2 separate regions of the Hordeum vulgare genome follow, and region 1 is linked to region 2. Evidence: chromatin contacts called from public Hi-C data. All regions are on one chromosome and are shown on one strand. The core of a region is the stretch at or near the end of the contact, and the rest is flanking DNA. Distances in the headings are between cores, read along the strand shown.

The links. Hi-C and Micro-C count contacts between places; a contact is called where the count stands out from the background.
Region 1: a Hi-C map of leaf shows a contact between it and region 2, with 4 times the contacts expected there. The contact joins the promoter of LOC123444355 here to the promoter of LOC123444329 in region 2. A contact is called at or near these places in 4 of 6 Hi-C or Micro-C datasets (leaf and seedling) and 1 of 1 datasets of contacts at active chromatin or transcription factors (embryo).

Annotation. Positions count from the first base shown.
Region 1 is chr1H:449,919,940-449,925,363 of MorexV3_pseudomolecules_assembly, reverse strand. It overlaps LOC123444355 (E3 ubiquitin-protein ligase SIRP1-like), which reads right to left and starts at 1,365. Exons shown (of 2, transcript XM_045121049.1): 1 at 1,149-1,365; 2 at 1-363. The coding sequence starts at 313.
Region 2 is chr1H:449,733,694-449,739,071 of MorexV3_pseudomolecules_assembly, reverse strand. It overlaps LOC123444329 (NADH--cytochrome b5 reductase 1-like), which reads left to right and starts at 3,840. Exons shown (of 9, transcript XM_045121018.1): 1 at 3,840-4,165; 2 at 5,019-5,160; 3 at 5,294-5,378. The coding sequence starts at 4,054.

The sequences.
Region 1 (5,424 bases), core at 116-2,615, 190 kb before region 2:
CAAGCACACGGCGCAGTGCCGATGCCCGCCGATGCCTTCTGATGAAACCCTCAAACTCACGGCCTATATCACTATTATCTTCATCATCGCTGTCCCCCGGCGATCCTGGCTGCTCAAAAGGGTTGTCCAGCGGGTCCCACTGAGTTGGCCCTTGCTCTGATAGCTGGCTTGCCAATGCCTCAAAATGCTCACCGATCATCTCTTCGACAAACCCACCGTCACACAATGGACACTTGAGCTCCTCCACCATGGCCTCCTCAACGGCCTGCTGACATTCATGGCACCAGTACCGCGTGATGGCAGCTTCTGCCATATCGCAAATCCTTCCGTCGATCAAGCGTAGAACACGGTGAAAAGTCAAACCTGTGAACCATGCACAATTATTTAGTTGAAGGGTAATCTGTATAAATCCCCAAGAAAACAACCACACATGATATAATTTGTCATATATGAGAAAATAAGTGCAGCATCTCAGGAACAATTATTTTTCCAAGAACAAGTGGAACAAGACGAGCAATACGGTGTCCATCTGCAACAAGATTCCACACCGCAATGGCAAGCATGCATATATCTTACAAGAGGCCAGCATGAGGAACAAGAACAAGGCGAAGAACATAGCTAGGTCTTGCATCAAATACAAAGTTGACTCTAGTCTTTTGATTCTTTGGGAACAGGAGTGGCAGGCAGTCCTAATAATTCCTAAAGAGAAGACCCAACTGAAGGCGCGGCGACACCGAGATCTCCGAGAAGGGGAGGCGGAGATCAAGAGGCAGGATTCTCAGCCCAAGAACCAGGTGCCGATTCCATCCTACGGGGAACAGGATACCATTCCTCCCTAAAAGCAGAAGGACCAATTCCGGCACCACTCAAAGATTCACACAACATTGCGTCGCGCCGGAAATAAATTTGGTGGCGAGACCCGTCGTCGATCCCAGCCTACACAAATCCCCGCATAAATCCCCGAACGAACGAGCACCCTAATCGCCCCTTCGCAGGAGAAAATGATATTATTCGACGGGAGGGGGGGTATGGAACAGGCTCCACGCCATGTTCTTGATTTAGAGCACACCGGGACGAATCAGCCCCCCAAAAATATCCATCTTTTGCTCGAAACTAAGCACGAATGAAGAAAGGAAAGTCCATCATACCAGGAAGCGGCTGACCCCTGGCTTTTCTCCTGTGGAGTGGATTGGATCGGATTGGATGGAGTAGAGGCGCCCCCCTGCTCCTAGTCCTAGTCCTCCTTTTGCTCGGGGTAGGCCAAACCAAAGAAGAACAGGGAGGAAGTTACAGGCTAGCTTGACTGGTGGATACTTTACTCCCTGGTCCCTAGAGGTTATCGACCCTTTCTTTTTCCCTTCATCGTCAAGGAAAATAGGGACGATTTTTTTATATGCTCCGGGCGCAAATCTCCAAGAGGAAACAGATTAGTTTCAGATCCCACCGGCAAAGTTTGTTATGGCTTGGAAAGCATACAAAGCTTCTGATCTTTTTTGGGGGATCTTTTTTATTCAAGTGGTGATGGGGATGGAGGGTTTGGCCGATAGATAGGCCATCATTTTCATCATCCCAAGCGGACCACCTGTAAACTAGGTGTATGATGGGCTCCGTCTTTATTTTGTTGGTGTGGCATGTTCACCTATAAATCTTTGGCATCGGTCCGGGTCGCATGATCCGATCCATGAAAGTCATCTAACACGATTCTGTATGATGTCTGAAGTTTTTCGAATACGATTTCTCTCACAGATCGAAGACAAGCGTGCAGAGGTTTGCGGGAATGCGGGCTACTACTTCGTTCGATTCTAATTGTCCTGACCCATCACCCCCTTCCCTTTGTGAAAACGGCCAATATCGCTTTAGAGCGTCAGTGTCCGCATTTATGCCCAGCCAGAGGGGACACGACCGCTCACTGGCACCGGCATTGAAGCGGCGCGTTGGCCAAGAGAGCATCGCCTGCACCGCTTCTCGATGCAGGCGACTGTTGCGCGCTCAAACGACACGACGGTTGCTCGTCCGTCCATCTGCCGCCCACATTGATGGCATGTTGTTGCCAAGGCGTCTCCTCCATCACCACCCGTTCGTCCATATGTTGCCCGCCATTGATATATGAACCGTTGCCCCAACAATAGCTGCAGTCATCAGCCTCCGATCCCTCTCCCATCATGGATTCCTCCCCCGCTAAAGCTCTTTGGGAGGGGCTGACACCGGAGCAGAAGAAGGAGATGGCCGACATTGTTGGCCGATGGCGGGCCGGCAGGCAGCCGGAGGATGTTGACGTCCCAATGAAGGACGCGACCGACGACGACCCTGCGCAACCTCCTCTTTCTCCTTCGTCATGCCACCCTCCTCCATCGCCATGCCTCCCTTGTCGATGCACTGCACCATGACCATCTGCGAGGTCGGTGCCCATTACATGGACATGGTGCGGGAGGAGCGGTTCCGGGAGGAGTAGACCGCCGCCGCCTACAACCACCATCTCCTTCACGAACACCTGCACGCGAATGAGCAGCTCGTTGCGAGCAAGGCGATCGCGCCTGACACGGACCTGACGGAGCAGGAGGTGCTCCTGGAGTCCTAGCGCTCCTCCCACCAGATTTGCCTCGACCGCTAGCGGTACCGACAGCGAGTGGCGGAGATGGCGGCTGCGGCCAAGGTCGATGAGGAGGAGGGCATGTCATCGTTTGGGAAAACCGACGAGGATGAGGTGGACATCATCGAGGTCGCGCCCAATGATGTCAGCACGCCCGCGGGCGCCGCCTGCAGCGACGAAGAGTAGTGCACGGGAGGCCGCCACTGCTCTGGTCCCAGGAAGGCCACCGCTCCTCCCCTCCCGTCGATGCCAAGCTTGGTGGGCTGAACAACGTCAACCTATAATCGTTTGGCGGCGACGTGGAGGTAGACATTTGTGCTTGTCGGGTCCCCAGTGGAGGAGGTTACAGAGGCAGAGCTAGAGAGCGCCGAGCAGAACTGGAGAAGGCAAAGTCTCAGTTCTCCGGGTTCATGGCCGGACACGGGAAACGGACGCCAACGATAATTTAGATTAGATATTAGTTATACCTTTAGAGCCGGATTGTATGTAAATGTAATGAAATTCGTCGTGTTTGTATGAAATTCGTCGTGTTTGTATGAAATTCGGCCGTTCTTCCAGTTGGTTTGAGTTATTATCAAAATATATGCGATTATAGTTGAATGTCATCGTCCCGCATCGGCGTACTCGTCCCCCTATTCATAAACATATGCGGGAAAAAATATGAGTTATCGTTGAAGATGTACCTAACTTCTCATGAGTGTAAAATGTGAAAGATTCGTACAAGTTCCATTTTTGCTACTTGATGGGCCAACCAAAGAAGCATGAAGCATGAGGTTGCCGTGCCGTACAGTGACACGAAACAGTCACGTGGTCAGTGGTCACCACCCCTGTTTGTCAAACCTTCCAATCTTGAGAGTTAATGGCGGCACGTAGCTCGAAATGTTGGGCTAATCCCTCCACGTTGAGGTGAGAGCACACCCCAGAACTCGAGAAGTCCCCAACACTTGTGGGCTGTTGATCTTACTTAAATCAATGGCTTAGATGGCTCTTTTCAGGAGAACAGAGGTAGACAAGCTCTATCGTATACAGATTAGTGGTTCACTGTTGATTTTCATCAAACCCGTTCATTGTTGATTAGGTGGAGCAGAGTGAAATCTGTTTTAAACCTTCAGGTTGTAAAGCTCGTGGTAAATGAACCCCCACCTTTAAATCCTTAAAATATGTATCATGTACTCACTGATCCCGGCCTATCTTGACCCTAACCCCATTTGCGCACTTGGAAAAGGAATGACCCCGGTTGGGATCAATCTTTACTCTCACTTACTACAGTGGCCCACATGTCATGTACATCTTCAATGTTCAATCCACGGATGTCATCATCTCTCTCCGCCTAATTGCAGGTAACGATATGTGCAGTCTCCCTTGACGCCCGAGCCGGACAGCTCGCGCTACACCCATGGTGGTAGCGCGTCCATGGTGGAACACATGCTGCTATTGACGGCCACCACGAGTGCGCTGGAGCTGGAGACGGCCACATGCGTCCCATCGATGGCGATGTTGTTGCTGTCAGTCATGACGTAGCCAGATTCCCGGTTAATGGTTGGCGGAGCGGGGCGTCATTGAAGAGGAGTGTCATGATGAACGACCGATCCGCCCAGGGCACGAGGAAGAACGGGCCGTAGTCGAATATGGCCGCACCCACGCCGTTCACGCTGATCCAGTTCCTGCCGTCGACTGGGAGTGAGAGTACGAACAAGTTGGACACCTTTTTGCGCTGGCCAACTGGGTCGCGAACGAGGCGCTGGAGGAGCCAGGCCCCGACGACACTTGAGGGGGCGGTCCCGCGGGTAGCGGAGGAGACCGGGGACAACCAGTTGTTGCCTAGAGTGACGTCCCTGGAGTTGGAAGAAGGCGCCACAGTCGTCATCTGCCCGTTGCACGACGACGTGCTGGCCGTCGCGGAGAGGTTGACCACTAGCGGCAGGCCGGCAGGCACTAAGCGGCGTGGTGTAGAGCGTCGTGCACACACTGTACTTGGTGATCGTCATCAGCAAAGGCTTGCCGCTGTTCGCAGCCATAGAGATGGTGAGCACTGAGCAGGAAGAAGACTAGGACTGGCTTGGACTGCCAGTCTGCCACCTCCGCTCAACACGCTTGCATAGTTTGCTAGCTAGACTAACATTGCATGCATGTATGCGTTTTTCTTTTTCTGTGTTTATACACATGCGTGCTCAGCTGCATGTCTAAGTGGTCAGTGAGAGGAACGAGTTATCCCGACCGGGATTGTGATTGCAAACAGTCTAGGGTTAGTGTAGGGTTGAAAGTGACCGGGATTACACAAGACAGGGTACAAACTTCAGGGATTTGGAATTGAGGGTTTATTTACGACGAGCAATACAACCTTAAGGTTTAAAATAGACTTCACTGAGTGGAGCATGAGATATAAGAGTGGTTTAGTTACGTCTGTTCCGTGCAAGAAAAAAGATGTGTCGTCTTGGTTTATTGTCGGTTAGAGGGGGAAAATGTTGATGAATTCATCTGAGAGACTCAGACTTCGACAACATGTTGAGGACTTATGATGGACAAAGATGTTTCGATTTTTCGAAAAGATGATAACTATTGATTTGGTGGAGCCATTTTTTTTAAAGATCCAACAAATTGCTCGCTTGATTCAGATTTAGCACAAAGCAGGGGAAGAACAACACGGTGAAGATCCGAAGATCAAATAAAAAGAAAACAACAACCCTACTAGCTGCAGAACGACACTACACTGTGGGAAATATGCCGTAGAGGCAATGATAAAGTGGTTATTATTATATTTCCTTGTTCATGATAATTGTTTATTATCCATGCTATAATTGTATTGATTGGAAACTCAAATACTGTTGGGGAAC
Region 2 (5,378 bases), core at 2,591-5,090:
AGTAAGAGTACAGAAAAAAACAAGTGAAAATGTCCTCCAATTCCTTTAGAATAGGTGCCGCAATCGAGTGGGAATCGAGTTTCATAAATTGACAAACTCCAAACTGTCGACCTTCATTTATCACATGTGATAACCAAGAAGTAGAGCAAAGATAACCCCTTTATAAAAAGCCAAAATTCAGCAGTGAATGGGTCCAAGATTCCTTGTGCTCCAAGCTCCAAGAAACACCAAATGAGACGGATCGCCATTGGTTAGAGTCATAGTATTGGGGATCCAACTTTCCTTCCACGTTGATATGATCGAACCATCACCAATCCAACGAATCAAGATCACATCCAATGTCTCGCGACCAGCCATGATCACCTTCCAGGTCGTTGAACTACGTGCTAGGGATATCGCTTGAAGGAAGTCTATTTGGGTAAAGTATTTCCCATTCAACATCCGAGTACAGAGCGACTGAAGGTGAGTCATAAGTCCTCAACCATGTTTACCGAGCAGCGCTTGGTTGAATGTAACATCCCATAATACAACTTTTAATGTTAATAATTTAAATAGGATTAATTAAAACTTGCATATGTTCCTTGTTTTTAGCTATTTTTGCTAGGACTTGAAAATTTTAGATTTTATTGAATATTCAAATGCCAGAGAATGAAAATGACTATCCAAAATATTTATTTTCAGTATTAGTTGGATTTTAGTAGTTAAGGAAAATCTAACTAAAATTGAAATCAAATGAGAGGAGGGGGCTTGATTCAGCGAGCCGAGCGCACGACGCTCACAGATCTCCACCACCAAAACAGCCTCCAACTAGCAATGCCGCCACGTCTAGAGGTTCCCGAGACATGTTTTCCCCTTAGTTCTTTCTATTTCTAGCCTGCGCAATTCGCTGACCCCTTTCCCTTCTTGCTCCGTATCAACCTCCCTCCACTGCCGCTCCAGTCACACACCGTCGCACACTGAAAAGTTACAATCGTCGTGGACGAACCCCTCATCACCACTACAATCTTCTAAAACTCCCGTAGAGTTACATTACGATCTTGGCAGGGGACTCTTTGCCTGGTAGTTTTTTTCACACTTCTCGACATCAGTAATTGTCTCATGGTCTCATATGACAAAATGATGAAAAAGCAACTACTATGTTTATCACTATATTCTTACACTCTCAGTGGTATTTTCTCTACTCCCTCTGTCTTAGTTTACAAGTCCGACACATGTACCTATGTCATCAATTTAACCAACTTAATAAGAGGCATATATTATAAAAAATATATCATTAGAAACTTTAGATGTTTTATTTTCTAATGATATACTTTTTATGTTAAACAATATATTTTATATAAGTTAAATTGACGATCTAGGTATACGTGCATGTCTTCTAAACTGTGACGAATGGAGTAACATGTTTTACACATTTACATAACTAGTGAGAAGACACATGCTCAGATGGTAAGGTTTTTTTCTGGTGGAACTTGCACACCCAGATCTAATTTATAAACTAGCTTGATGAGCACTCGCACTTTTTAGACTTATTTAAGAGGCCTCTTCGTTAATATCAAGATCTGCCAACTTAATATTTTAAAGGTGTTAATAGAGATTGTAAATATCAAAAATGTTGTTTGGAGCTTGTTGTTTATTTTAAAAATCCAAAATTCATCAAAGTTCATATTTTTGCATTTCAAAAAAATCTGAAAAAAAATATAGATATACATGAAGGCGTAATACACATGTGTGTAAAATTTTTAGGATAAAATACGTTGATACGAGGTCTATGCAAAAAATTAAATTTATGACTTTTTAACACATGATATTATTCATCCCAAAAGTCCATGAATTTGTTCTTTTTGCACATATCGCATCTTAAGATATTTCATCCTAAATTTTTGCACATGTATATCTTTCGTCCTTGTATACTTGCATATTTTTTATTTTTTCTTTAAAATCAAACTATTTAAATTTTGAATATTTCAATAATAAAGGACACCATGAAGGCCGAGATCCAAAAGGTTGTGAGTAAATTTTAGTATGAGTTGTGTGAGCGTCTTGGTTTGTGTGTCATCTTTTCTCTCTCTATAAAAGACAGTGATAGGCGGGCGCCGGACTGCCGACCCAAAACCTTCGGCCGGTCTAACTCCAGCCGCCCGATATAGCTCTAGGAGGCCGCCAGACCTGCCCCCGAGTCGTCTTGTTCCTCCCTCCTCCATCTCTTTCTCTGTTTCTCACTCGTCGACGCACCAGAGCCGCACGAACAACACACGCGAGAGAAACCCCCACCCCTCCCCGACCACCCCCAACGTCCGAATCAACCTCCCTGTCACAGACAGAGAAAGCTGCAGTCGTCGTGGACGAACCCCTCATCACCACTGCGATCTTCTATAACTCCCGTAGAGTTACATTACGGTCTTGGGAGGGGACTCTTTGCCTGGTAGTTTTCTTCACACTTCTCTACATCAGTAATTGTCTCACAGTCTCATATGACAAAATGATGAAAAAACAACTACTATGTGTATCACTATATTCTTACACTCTCAGTGGTATTTTCTGTAACATGTTTTACACATTTACATAACTAGTGAGAAACACATGCTCGGATGGTAAAGGTTTTTTTCTGGTGGAACTTGCACACCCAGATCTAATTCATAAACTAGCTTGATGAGCGCTCGTGCTTTTTTAGACTTATTTAAGAGGCCTCTTCGTTAATATCAAGATCTGCTAACTTAATATTTTAGAGGTGTGAGGTTGTAAATATCGAAACTGTTGTTTGGAGCCCGCCGTCTTTCCAAAAATCCAAAATTCATGAAAATTCATATTTTTTACATTTCAAAAAAATCTGAAAAATATAGATATACATGAAGCGTAACACACATGTGCGTAATTTTTCAGGATGAAATACGTTGAAACGAGGGCTGTGTAAAAAAGACAAATTTATGATTTTTTTAGCACATAATACTATTCATCCTAAAAGTGCATGAATTCGTTCTTTTTACACATATCGCATTTTAAGGTATTTTATTCTAAATTTTTGCACACATACATCTTTCATCCTTGTAAATTCGCATATTAAAAAAATCAAAAAATTGATATTTTTTTTTGAAATAAAAGACACTACGAAGGCCGAGCTTCAAAAAATCTATTCATTTTTTTTAACATAATACAGACGCAAGCGCTTATATGCACGTACATACACTCATCCTTAAAAGGCCTACTCGTTGTACATATGTTTTTTAAAGAGATGAGTACTTTTTAGTATGCCTTGCAGATCTGGTCAAACGGGTCGTGCCTGACGGGCCGGCCCGACTGCCCGTAGGCCAGGTGAACGGGCCGTGTCAGGCACGCGGCACGCCTCGGACCGTGCCTGGGCCTGGAGGCTGGGCACACGGGCCGGCATGACACGACTCGTTTAACGTTTTTATTATATATATATATATATGTGTGAGATACAAATAAAGCTCAATAGGTTAATATTAACCAAAAAACAGCCTAAAAATGTCAAAACCGACCCAAATAATAGCCGAACAGGCCGAAATCGGTCAAGTAACGGCTTAAAATATTAAAATCCTAGTAGGCGTGCCGACGGGCTGGCTCAATTAAAGGGTGTGCCGTGCTTGCGCCTGGTTGCCTGGCACGCGGGCCGATACGACATGGCCCGTTTAATAATTGGACCCAGACGTGTCGTGCCGTGGCTGACACGATTGTGGCGGGCCGGCCCGTTTGTTCAGGTATTGCGTTGCGTGAGCCTCTGGGTTTGTGTGTCATCTTTTCTCTCTCTATAAAAGACACGTAATCTATATTAAGAAAAAGACACCTAATCTCCACATATCTCTACCGTTCGATCACCGAGATTCGCAGTCTCCAAGGCGAGAGAAACCAGACCCTCCAACCAAACGGCAGATGAACCAAACCCCCTTCTTCTCCACCGCGCCGTCTCCCACCTCCAACTTCCCCACCTACCACCACTGTCCTCCTCCGGCCCTCTCCACGACGCTCCCATAAATTCCCGGACCCCACGCGAATCTCTCCCCGAATCCACGAGGGGAAGTGACCCGCCGCCCGATAATGGAGTTCCTGCATGGGCAGAGCACGGAGACCACGGTGGCCGTCGCGGTGGCCGTCGTCGCCGTGGCCGCCGGCGCCGGATTCCTCCTCCTCCGCAGCAAGAAACCCAAGGGTACGCGCGCCCGACTCCGTACAGATACATAAGACATCTTCGCGCCCGTGGTCGAGCCCTAGCGCGTCGGTTTCTGTGGATCGATGATGCTTTGCTGACGGCTAAGGGGAGTGGATCTCCTGAAACTGAAAGAGATGGCCTCTGTTTTTTCCCCATGGAATAGCTTATAGCTGAGACATTTCATGCCCATCGATTAGGCTGCCATTTGCTTAGGTTGTTTGCTACAGATAATATTGATATATCCACAGTGGCTCCATGTTCACGCTTCATCCAAAGCTGCAGCATGATTCGACTATTTAGTCCACATGCTTCTGCACCTGCAGATTCTAGGGATTTAAAAACCGTTTATGTGATTCATTTTCACACTTACCACCCTCTGGACAAAATTACTTGTCTATTCAGGGAGGCCTCCAAATGCAAACTTCAAATTTCGTGAAAATTCGTATTTTAATATTTCAAAAAATCCTGAAAAAAAAACATAGATAGATGAAGGTATCATACACAAGTGTGTAAATATTTAGAACTAAATACGTTGAAATGAGGGCTATGCAGAAAAGACAAATCTGAAGCTTTTTAACACATGACACTATTCATCTTTCAAGACAATGAATGTCTTTTTTGTACAGGTCGCGTCTCAAAATATTTTGGCCTGAAATTTTACACACACACTTGTTTAGCTGTACTTTTTTTTAGATTTTTTGAAATCAAAATTTTCGAATTTTGGTTTTTTTCAGAAATTCCGGCCTCCATGGAGCCCGGGTGCCAAAACACCATTCTCCTCTATTCAAGATTACTGCTTTTGAAGTTTGTGTATAATATACGTAAATATTAATGGGCGTGCTATGATCTGTAGGCTGCTTGGATGCCGAGAATTTCAAAGAGTTTAAACTTGTGCAGAAGAGACAGATCAGTCATAACGTGGCCAAGTTCAAATTTGCTCTCCCGACACCTACTTCTGTGTTGGGCCTTCCAATTGGCCAACATATAAGCTGCAGGTTTGAACACTTTTACTGCTCATGTCCTGGTCTACTGTTATGATGTTGAGTTGAATGTTCATTCTTTTTGGTTCATGGAGTGAGTCGGATGTTCTGATTCTGTCGTTTTCTGTATTATGTTAACTGACCGCAGAGGGCAGGATGCTACTGGTGAGGAAGTAATCAAGCCTTACACTCCGACTACACTGGATTCTGATATTGGATACTTTGAGCTTGTT